Regions from separate parts of the Gossypium raimondii genome. Here region 2 is linked to region 1. A link is a contact called in public Hi-C data. All regions are on one chromosome and are shown on one strand. The core of a region is the stretch at or near the end of the contact, and the rest is flanking DNA. Distances in the headings are between cores, read along the strand shown.

The links. Hi-C and Micro-C count contacts between places; a contact is called where the count stands out from the background.
Region 2: a contact with region 1 is called in a Hi-C map of leaf, with 2.6 times the contacts expected there. The contact joins the promoter of LOC105763524 here to the promoter of LOC105762053 in region 1. A contact is called at or near these places in 2 of 2 Hi-C or Micro-C datasets (both in leaf).

What each region holds. Positions count from the first base shown.
Region 1 is chr12:21,147,153-21,153,041 of ASM2569854v1, reverse strand. LOC105762053 reads right to left here and starts at 2,796. Exons shown (of 1, transcript XM_012579973.1): 1 at 1,870-2,796. The coding sequence starts at 2,796. The coding sequence ends at 1,870.
Region 2 is chr12:21,366,007-21,372,437 of ASM2569854v1, reverse strand. LOC105763524 (calmodulin-binding transcription activator 3) reads left to right here and starts at 2,899. Exons shown (of 13, transcript XM_052624808.1): 1 at 2,899-3,011; 2 at 3,878-3,997; 3 at 4,851-4,966; 4 at 5,088-5,176; 5 at 6,000-6,042. The coding sequence starts at 3,988.

The DNA of each region.
Region 1 (5,889 bases), core at 1,547-4,046:
TTTGCAACTAGACAGCTTCCACACTTGTCTACCTAATAAAGCCACATTGAACCGCCTAAGATCCCTGAAACCTAGGCCCCTATACCTTTCGAGAAGCAAACCCGATCCTAAGACAGACAATACCACCCTCTAGACTTTTCCCCGCCACCCCACCACATGTGGCTTATCATAGTTTGGATCTTCTTAAGGATGCCCTCGGGAACAAAGAACACCGAAAAAGCATAAGTAGGAATCGACTGTAGGACAGACTTGATAAAGACCTCTTTGCCACCGTACGATAGTAACCTCTTTAACCAGCTATTTATTCTGTTGGCCATTCGATCTAAGATACCCTGAAAAGCCGTTGACTTCTTTTTGCTAATCAGAATGGGTAGCCCCAGATACGCGTCCAGGTTATTCACCACCTTCACCTTAAGCATACTACTTAAACTTAAGCGTTTTTGGACCGGGGGTACTGGGACTGAAATAAATCATCGACTTCTCCATGTTAATATTTTGGCCAGACATCCTTTTGCTAATCAGAATGGGCAGCCCCAGATACGCATCCAGGTTATTCACCACCTTCACCTTAAGCATACTACTTAAACTTAAGCGTTGAGGACCGGGGGTACTGGGACTGAAATAAATCATTGACTTCTCCATGTTAATATTTTGGCCAGACATTTTTTCAAAAGACTCAATGATCTTAGTGATAGCCTCCACCTCGCTCTGTTTATTCCTGACAAACAATAAAGCATCATCAGCAAGGTGGTTGATTCTCGGGCCGTCCTTGCTAACCCGGATACCCTTAATCTTATTTGTCTCTTGGGCATGGAGCAACATGCGAGACAAGGCTTCCATACAGAAAAGAAATAAGTACAGGGATAAAGGGTCCCCTTGCCGGAGTCCTCTTTCCGGAAAAATGATATTAGAAATATTGGAATTGCATTTAACTCTGTAACGAACAGAGCACACACACTCCATGATTTTGTTAACCTATACATTAGAAAAACCCATTTTAATCAACACTCTCTGCAGGAAACTCCAATCCACACGGTCGTAGGCTTTGCTCATATCGAGCTTGACCACACATCCCTTGTTAAGACCATTCTTGGAGCTACCGAGATAGTGCATGAGCTCATGAGCCACAAAGATGTTGTCATGGATCATTCTGTTGGGGACAAAGGCACTTTGATTCTGGCTGATGCACAGGGGCAGAACCTCTTTAAGCCTATTAGCGAGAGCCTTTGAAACAATCTTGTATATAACCCTGCACAGACTAATAGGCCGAAAGTTAGCCATAACACATGGATTTTTTATTTTAGGGATCAACACAATTAGCGTTTCATTTATACACTCAATGCTTCTGTGGCCATGAAGAATATCTTGGCACAGACGCAGAACCTCCTCGCCCACCGTAGTCCAATGCTCTTTGTAAAAACTCCCCAACAGCCCACCAATCCCAGGAACCTTACGGGGGTCCATCTGATTGAAAGCCCTCAAAATTTCCTCTTTTGAGAACTCCTCTGTCAGCCTCCTATTCATGTCATCGTTAATGCACTCGGGAATAACATGCACGTCACTCTCATCCAACGAGTCAATAGATGTCTTAAACAACTCATTGAAATAATCCCACGCAATATGGCAGATCTCCTTATTTTCAATGTGCCAATTTCCATACGCATCTTTAATCCTATCAATGTTGTTTTTCTTACGGCGGCCCGAAGCCCGCACGTGAAAATAACGCGTATTTCTGTCCCCTTCCCTGAACCACTGCGATCTCAACCTAGTCCCCCAATACTTTTCTTCCGTATCATATAACTGGCCCAGCTTGCACCGGGTTTCCTTAAGCAAGTTTGTAGATCTCTCGTTAATGTGCCCATCCATGAGTCAACCGATATCCTTCTCCAGGCTTTTAATTTTCTGCTTCATCCTTTTATAACGTTGATATTGCCAAGGTCCCAACCTCTCCCGGATCAGATCCATTTTTTCCAGCAAGTTTGTCTCCTCGTTGGACCAAATGTTAGAAATAATATCCCTAGCCTCCCGCTCCTTAGCCCAACAACGGTCATACCTAAAACAAACCCTCGGGTCGTTACCCTTCACTTTTGGCCTACTTCCGTGCAAGCCCATTAAGATGGCTTCATGGTCGGATTTGGATTGGCGCACAACATAGGATGCAAGTAACGGCATTCTCTCCATGATTACATTCGAAATAACAAATCTATCCAGCCTTTCTTTTACCAGTCTGTTTCCATCTCTATTATTTGTCCAAGTGAACCAGCCATTACCTGTTTTCACATCCGTCAAACATAACTCCTCCAAAATATCTCCAAACTCGTCCATCAAAGCCCTAGGTTTTCTACGACCCCCTTTTTTCTCCGAGTCATTCAAGATGGCATTAAAATCACCTCTCACGATCCAGCCTTCATTGACCGTGCTCTTAACTCTTCTCAGCATATCCCACGCCTGGTGTCTTAAACTTGGCTCCGATTGCCCATAAAAGCCAGTGAACCTAAATTTCTCCCCGTCCTCTATCCAGACCACCGAATCAATGTGACATCTTGAGTAATTCTGGATTGTGACTCTCACTCCTTCCCTCCACATCAGCACCATGCCCCCACTCTTTCTTTCTGAGCTTATAGCTAAGCACCCCTCCATCCTACACATGGCCCGAATGTGAGAAAACTCGTTAGAGTGGATTTTTGTTTCACACAAGAATACAATATCATGAGCATTCGCAACGAGAAGTTGCTTTAACTCACGAACTGTCGCGGGGTTTCCAACCCTCCGACAGTTCCAACTAAAGATTTTCATTGCTCTTGGCGGGGCTGGTCTCCAGCCACCGCCTTGAAAGGTGAAACGTTTTCTAACAGCCTCCTTTTAACCAACTTTGCCAGGCTTTCCTCCCCATTTTCTCCCTCCAAGCCCCTTTTCCTCCTTCGTTTACTCTTAAAACGTCCCAATCCGTCCCTCATAGCTTTATGGCTCTGTTTTTCCACAGAGGAAGTAGACATTGACTCCTCTTCCCCAAGCCTTTCCTTTCCTTTCTATCCCATCTACTCACTCTCCCCTCTCGAGTTCGACTGGCTCCCCTCTTTATCAGCATTCATTTGATCCTTTGATTTCATTAGTTCCACCCCATTCCTTCTAATATTTCTATCTTGGATTGGATTAACAAGCGGAGCCCTCATCCAACTACCATACTGTAGGTTTGACTCATTTAGTTCTGAAACCTCCTTATTATGCTTACATATCTTGCTCGAATGTCCTATCAACCCGTAAACATAGCAAAAATTCGGAAGCCTTTCATACTTTATCACCCCTATCACTTCCGTCCCTTCTCTATCCAACAATTTCACCACTCTTCTTAGAGGTTTTAAGACATTTATCTTGACTTTGATACTGACAAATTCAGTCCACCCTCTATTACGATCCCTCCAGTCGATTGCCACCAGTTCGCCCAAAGCATTTCCAACATCCAAAACCATCTAGCAATCCAACAGTTCTAATGGGATGTTATAGATCCTAAGCCAGAAAGGTGACCACCAAAACTTGTACGAGTCAAAGCCTTTTCCTTTCTCAAACGGTAGCATTGAGAATAAGCACCTATCAAACAGCAAAGGTGTGAGGTTTAAGATGCGGCTACGGTCCTCCTGACACCTGAACTTTACAATCACCACCCCTTCCTTTAACGCGAAAAAATCCACTTCTTCTTTGGTGTACCACAGCAACTTGAAAACCCTATACATAGCCTCCGTATTCGGAGTCTCTGTCGCTATTATCTTGCCAACTGCCCTAGATTCAAAACCCCGCGCATTTTAAACATCATTTTTACTAATAACTTGTGTGGACTCCTCTTCTGAAAATTTTAACCTTTCCAAGAGGTCATTTATCTCCTCCGTCATTGATTTGACGTCAAAGTCCGATCTTTCTATCAAAAGATGACCTCAAGAATCTTCCAAGACAAAAACTCAAAGGAAAACGGGGGAAGATACACACCAAAACCCAAAAACCCTCAACACAGGGTGAGAAATCAAAAAACACCACACCGCAAGCAACGTCAGGCCCCAAGAAAACTCCAGGGAACGAGAAAAATAGAAAGAAACAAACCTGAGGAGCAAGATTACAAGTCTAACTCACGTAGCGGGAAACAGGATGAAAGATCAGGGAACTGAAGAAAAAATTTCCAAACAAAAATACAGAAAAACACAAAAACAAGAGTAACAAAAGACGAAAACAAAGTTTGCGTGCAAGAAAGCAAGCAACCAATCGAAAAGAAAGAGAAAAAACTAAAAAAACTAAAAAAAACAACAACTCAAAGCAGCGTAAAAAAGACGTATTGAAAGGAAAGAGAAAAAGAAAACAAAAAGAAAAAAGAAAACCACCGTGGGGGCCACAGAGGCCACCAAACCTATCTCACAAAAGCAACAAGAAAAACATGCAAAGCCATGCAAACAACAAAAAAACCACATGAAGGAAAGTCAGACTCCACCGGGTAAAAGAAGAAAGTTCAAAAAAGGTGAAAGAAACAACCGAACACCGCAGGTACCGACTGACGAGCCCTGCACATAAACGTCTTTTCCAGCAATCACAACACCGTCTGACACCGAACGCAATCGAGGTAGGCTAACCATTGAGAGAACAGGAATCAAGGAAACAAAGAAACTACAGCAAAATGAAAACACACAATCTAGCCCTCAAAACTGCCATAATATTCATAGCGAATAAGGCAAACACACAAACGCTACCAGGCGACATTCTTTTTTTTTGAACAAAAGCGACCCAAAAGGTCAAAACTCAATTAATAGCATCATTAATAATAATGTTATGGATATTCAACGGATACTCCATATCGAAATACAAATCATTTTTATTCCTAATAGCTAATTTACACAAAGAATCTGCTGCGTAGTTGCTATTATGATTAATCCAAGTTACTTAGACCGATTCAAATTTGCTAAATGCGTCACATTCTTTTTTAACGCACTGGCCAAAAATAGAAATATCTATCCTTCTTTTTTTGACCGCGTTGACCAGCGTTGCACTGTCTGACTCCACAATTAATCTGCCAACCTTTAACCGTTTAGCCAGCTTTAGACCTTCTTTAAACGCATCCAACTCTGCCCATATAACATCCATAGCCTTTTCCTTGAAATTATAGCAGCCCCCTATCACAAATCCATCGTGATCTCTCGCGACCGGTCCCACTCCTCTGTACCTATTTAAAACAGTAGCATCCACATTAACTTTAATACTACCAACAGGGGTTTTTTCCAATTCTTATTCACCGGATTATTTGAAAAGACCGCAGGCTCAGTAAGATTGAAAATTCTGAAATCTTTGCTTAACATTTGCGCCCTTTCCCAAATCATTTTCGCAGCATCCATCTTCTCTTTAAACACCATATTATTCCTGTCATTCCAACTGTTCCAAAGCAGAGTTACAAAATCAGCAGTAGCTTTTTTGTCAAGCTCCCGAAAAACATCCTCAAGCCAGTCGATACAATTATTGTAGTTCTTGTCGAGCAGACTGTTATTTAAACCCCCAGCAACAAGGATTTCACGCGCCTTAGGACAGTCTTTCATGGCATGAATCAGAGTTTCTTCACTTTTATTGCACCTCGGGCAAGTATTATTAAAACCCTGATGAATGCGAGCAATATTGTCAAACGTTAGTAAAATATTATGACTAATTCTCCAGCTGAAGATTTTGATCTTTGGGATCATTTTGAGTTTCCAAATAGCGCGCCACAAAAATCGATGGGGGCCAAATCCAACTTTCTTAAGAATCATCCATGAGTATGCCGACTTGGTTGTGTTGACATTCATGTGTCTGAAACTGAGACACTTTATTTACCCGACGCTCCCGCACCAACAGGGTCCCAGCTTTAGCTTTGGTGCTCGAGGC
Region 2 (6,431 bases), core at 1,650-4,149, 220 kb before region 1:
GAAAACCTTTTCAAAAACTCCTAGCATCGTTTAGGACACTACATCATCCCCAACCTCCTGGTTTCCGCCTTCATAAGTAGGCACAATTACGGTCTCATTTATTTCAAGGTTAGGCACAATTCCTTGAGGAAAAATAACTTAACCTAGGTAGCTCAACGTTGAGCCCCGCAGTTGTTCATTCATCGGTTGTTCATTACATATCCTACAATCTTAAGTTTGATCTAAAATTTCAAAAAAATAATCACTGGCTACCTTTAGTCAGTTTTCAGTTTCCTATATTACACTTTCAAAGATAATATAAATACTAGATATTTTGGTTCTATGCCTACAATAATAAACATTTAGTGTTTTACCTATAATTTAACAATAGATTTTCTATGGCAACCGACATCGAAGTCTCGGACCTACTTTTCTTTGTATAATATCATTTTCAAGATTTTTCGTGGCTTGTATTTCCCATAATACTGTAAGAGTATGCCCAAAGATCAATCATGAGATGGTTGTAATAACATACTTGATATATCATGTTTATTAATATAAGGCGTTACCATTATTATTTCAGTTTCTTTTCTGTGTGTATAAATAAACTATTTTTATAATAATGTCATGAGAATAATATGAATATTCTGAAAAGGTCCTTAGTCAAATATTATTGTTGGCTAGGACAATAATAATGCATTAAGGCTAATATGTAGTTGATTGATGATAAAGAGTGTCAAAATCAATGCATGAATATGTGTGTTAGAGAACAACATATTGGACTGACCTGCTATGGGTATGTTTCTTGGATTATTATGTAATTGTCACAACATTACTCACAGTGATTAATATATGTATGATCCTTAGACTTGAGATCATCATTATCCCAACATCGTGAGTTGCATATTTTGATATAGTCAAACGTATACCATAATTGGTTGTTCTATAAAGGTTGATGTTGGATATACCACAATCTATGTAGAGGGATATGGTTGATCAATATAGGATAAGTCCCTCCTACATAATGGGAGTAATATCTTAGGCCACTTGATTAAGTGAGACTAGAAATGCATGGCCATGCTCAAATAAGTTGATATGAGATGTCATACTTATTTGTATATCATAGTCTACCAAGATATCAAGGAACATGGGATGGACTATGCAAGTGTGACTATTCCATGACTTGTGTCCATTCCAAAGATAAAAGGGCTTAAGGATTAATGCATGAAAGGTTAATCACAAAAGGTTATGTCGAATCATGACTTTTTGTAACTTAGATAGCAATAATGCATTGCTAGATGCCACTCATTGTTCATAACATTAGAATCGTTCTAATATTACTGCTAACGTTATAAGAACCTACAGGGTCACACCCTATGGTTGAAATGAACGGAATAAAACATAGTTGGTATTGTGTTTGGTTGTCACATGAATTAAATTAATTATAGAATTAATTTAATTGGGCAATCAAATATCGAACATATTATATGTACAAGAATGTTGTACACATAATGAGAACACAGTTCTATTAATATATATGAATTTGGTTCGTATATAAATTTAAATAAATATAGTTTACTGAAATCTTTGTTATAATTAATGTAGTTATAATTTTCGGTTAAAAAATTATTGTATTATTTATTTTAATTATGATTATTATGTTCGGATAAAAAAATATATATACTAATTAAAAAAACCCTAAAAAAAAGATTACGTATTTTTACTTGTGAGGTCTAGCAGCCCTCAAGCAAAGTTTTCTCCAAAACAGTTTTGGAGATTTTCTTCTGTTCATTGTCAAACTGGGGGGATTACGTAGAGGTCGGAATCATAAAAGGTTGCAGCTTGGTTCGATAGTATATCAGAGTTCTCATTGCCGAGGCGTCACTGTCTACTCAGATTGAAATTACGGTAATTTCAAAACCATTATTTCACCCCGATCCATTCCTCGCACATGGATCCATGGGTTGATCAAAATTATTTTTTATTATTAATTTTGTCGCCATGGGGTACCCAAGATTCCAAAGAATACCCTTTTGTTTTCAATGAATGCATATAGATCCATTAAAACCTCAAGCTGAGTTTATGAACCTGGCTCTAATACCACTAAATGTAACCTCCCAAACCCCGCTTAAATGTTATGGCCAGATCGTGAAAGTCACATTGGACACCTAGTCGTCAAACTTACTCTGTTGATAGTTGAAAACCTCCAAAACACTAACTTTTAATAAAATCGCGGTTGCCTTTGTTAATTTTGGGAAAACGTTCATCTAATTAAACCATCCTTTATTAAGTCAAGTTAGCAAAATTGGCGTGGTTTTTAGAAAAAATTCATTGCACGACATTGCCTTTAAAGAAAAACATTTTTGTTTATCTGGCTTATAGCGGAAAAACGAATAAAGTCCCCGATTATTAATTTAGCCAAGTGACATGCTCAATCCAATTTCAGCATATAATTAATATTCAATCCCAAGTATGAAAACCTCAAAACGAAAAGTTACCAAGCCAATTTTTATCTCTGGATTGATATTCCAGTCAGTTTCTTGTCCAATGGATCTGTTCGGTTTTTAAAAACACTAATTTTGATTAATAAAAGAACTTTTTAAATTTGGCCAGGTTCAACAAGCATGCAGTAAAATTTGAAAATATAATTAATGGCTAGTGTCTTGATTTCGAGCGAGTGAATTTTGAATAGTATTTTATTTTCGGTATAAATATTGTTAGTATTTGACAAATATTAAAAGGAAGAAGAAAGAAAATGGAAAAGAAAAGAAAAAAATAAATAAAGAGAAAAATAATGTAGAAGAAAAAAAATTTAAAAATATATTTTAAACTTCCAATGATGATATTTAATGGGTAAATTATAAATTAGTGTAAAATAGATAAAAGATAGTTTATGTACCCTTGTCACCAAAAGAAAAGTTTAGTTAAGTTGGGGAAAATGATAAAAGAGAATGGCAGAGGCAGATTGTTTCAATAAGTAAGAAGGGTGGTCAAAAAGTGGAGCGAAGAAAGTCTACGACGTTGAATCCTGGGTGATAGTGATAATCCTTCTTCCATCCATTTCCTCGGCGATTTCCTCTCTCTTTCTCTTGTAAATATGTATATATAAATTTTCTGTATTTGAAAATTCTTCTTTACAAACAAGATTAAAACTTACATAGCAAGGGCGCGTTACCTTCGGTCACCCACTTTCTCTTTTCTCGATAAACCGCGTTCTTTTTTTGTTTTGTTTTGGGCTTTTAACAGATCCTAAAATGAGTATAACTTCTGTACTTGGAAAGGAGCTTTTTCTCAAGGGTTTTATATTTTGAGGTAAGAGAGAGAGAGAGTTGAACAGAGAAAAAGAAGAAAGAAAGCCAAGATTATGGCAGAGTCTAGGCGCTATGTCCTTACTAATCAACTCGGTACCTATATAATTGGCTCTTCAATATTCTTTTCATTCCCCCCCCCCCACCGGTCCCCCTAGTTTTTTACATCATCTTTTATTTGGGTTTCTAGTGAATGTTGAAATTTGCTTGTTTTAACTCCCTTTTTTTAATGGTTTAGTTTACTAAAATGTAGTGCTCTTGCTTATACTTTAGTTTCTGTGGTGGGTTTTAAATTAATTTGTTCGAGACTATGGCTTCTCATTCGGGTTCTTTTATGCGGAAGAAGAGAAATGGTTAAGCAGAGGGGGTATTAATTTTGTTGAAAAGAGAGAGACTTAGGGTCAGAATTAAAAGGCAAATGAAGCTGTTTTGACTTTCTTCTTCTTTGGTACACAAAACTGTGTATTAATCAAGAATCTTTTTTATTACGAAGTTAATGTGAGGGTTTGAGTAATTTGGTGGTTTTTTACTTTTTGATATTAAGTTATGTACATAGATTTGAGCGAACTCTCTCATCTTGTTTGGTGCAGATATTGATCAAATACTCCTGGAAGCGCAGCACAGGTGGTTAAGACCAGCTGAAATATGTGAAATTCTTAGAAATTATAAGAAATTCCACATTTCTTCCGAACCAGCACATATGCCACCAAGTATGATCTTTTAATTGCATTGTAATGGTTCATGCTGTTAGATGATGATAGGTTGATAATTATCTTGACATCATGAAAATATTGCTCTTTTGATTCTGAAGTTCTATTTCTCCTGCCATTTAGGATAATATTATCATTTGCTTCTTTGAATATCTGCTCAATATCTTTCCCTTGTGGGATTGCAGCTTTCTTTTCTCAAATATTCCACGTCAATGTGCTGTCTTTCAATTCTTTTAATCCTTTTCCTAGGTAATGGAATTGTATTTGGATTGTGCTTCAGATAGAAAATCATTTATGATGTAAATACTATAGTTAAAATGTTCTCAAACAAACCATGTTACTATATTGTTTCTTATTTTCTCATAATGCCATTCTTCTCTCTCTCTGTTTTTTTTTGTGTGTGTGTGTGTGTGTGTGTGTTCAGTCCTCTGATTCCATGGCGGGTCAAATTACATCATTAACTTGACATCTAAATTTAAATATCTTACTTTTTCCTAAAATCTGCTGATATCTTATTTTTCTATTATTCTGGGTTATTAATTTAGCCCCTTGGTTGATGGATAACTTGCTGATTATTGATTACAAAATCACACAGTCCAGTGCTTGTCTTGGTGCATTTTTTAGAGTACTTATTTTGGGTTAGATTCATCCTCTACAATAATGAGCAGAACAAGTTTGCTACTAGTAATTAATGGTTGTTTTGATACTTAAAATATGCTAACATCCTGAATTCAGTTAGTGGCTGTTTTGATATTTAAAATATGCTAACATCCCAAATTGGATTGAATGTCGTTTTGATATTTAAACTATGCTAACATCCCAAATTTAATTATCCAACTGTTTCTGTTTTCAGGTGGTTCACTTTTTCTTTTTGATCGAAAGGTACTGAGATACTTTAGAAAGGATGGACATAACTGGAGGAAGAAAAAGGATGGGAAGACAGTGAAGGAAGCTCATGAGAGACTCAAGGTAAGAGTCAGTGTCATCTTGTTGTCTATGTTGAATTCTTTTGTGGTAAGAAAGAACACATTTTGTATGAAGTTTTCTTTGCTTCAAGTGAAAACCATTGGACAGATGTTGATATTTTCAGGCAGGAAGCATTGATGTTCTGCATTGCTACTATGCTCATGGAGAAGAAAATGAAAATTTTCAAAGACGCAGTTATTGGATGCTTGAAGAGTGAGTCTTTATATGTTTATGGGCCATGTGGCGGTCATTGTTTTGACATTATTGTGTGTGCATTACATTTTCTATTTCAATAATTAAATTTTGCTTTAGTTATACTTGGTTTATTTCACTCAATGAAATAATAGTTAGATGTGATTTACAAAAAAATTCTTCCTCTACTTTGGAGTTGATAGTCTAAACTTAGGTGATGGAGACACTGAGAGTTGAAGGCAATTATATTTTTTCTTGTTCCTGAAAATTACACACTCGTCCTTTAATTTTTCTATTACTAAAATTTGAGCCTAGAATTTATTTTCTTTCATGTCAGTTAAACCGATACACCAAGACAGTTTAGACTGTATCGAAAATTTTCTTTTGCTTACGCCTGTACTGAACTCGGTTTTATCCTCTTCTTTTCCATGATAGGATGCTTCTATATTACATGCATTATTAATTCTGATATTTTGTTTCTACATTCAAAAGATGGCTGTTAAGTCTGAAATTCTGTTGATCGGTTCGACTTTTCTTCTCTAAAATTAGGAAAAAACTTGGTCAACAATCAACTCATATTTATACCTTCAATAAGGTTAACATAATGAAATACCAAAGCTAAGATTCCTTGTCTTTTTATAGTATGTTTTGCATTACGATAATAGACTATTTAGCATGTTGGCAGAGATTTCTAATTTTTGCAATCAATTCTGCTAATGTGGGTCATGTTTTGTTGTTTGAAATGCATGTGCTTTTTGCTTGAAACTGTAATTAGTTTCTCTGCTGCAGAACTAATTTAAGGAATCTCTCTTTGGTTGCTGACATAATTCACTGCTATGTGTAGGGATCTCTCGCACATTGTTCTTGTCCACTATCGAGATGTAAAGGTCAGACCTTTTTCTATCACCTTTTTCTTTTTCTTTCTGCATCTGCTTATCCATCTTTGAAAGAACTATTTGAAGTTTATAATAGTTTTATAGCTTCGTTTGTTAGAAGGTTCTTTGACTGGTAAAAGTTAGAAATTGAAACCCATATATTTCTAGCTTTAGATGATGGTATGGGTGCAGAATTCTGAATATTATTACCTGGCCAAAAAGGAGTTTTAAGAAGTTGATATAAATTGATGGAGCAGCTTTTTGTTTGTAGACATCTTTCTTATCTCTTCATGTGTACATTTTGAAGTGGTACGGTCTGAATGCTCTAAAACAAGTTAATACATTCAATTATGTTCATTTTTACTTGATTTCTTTATTGTGCATGCAAAAATTTCAGCAGG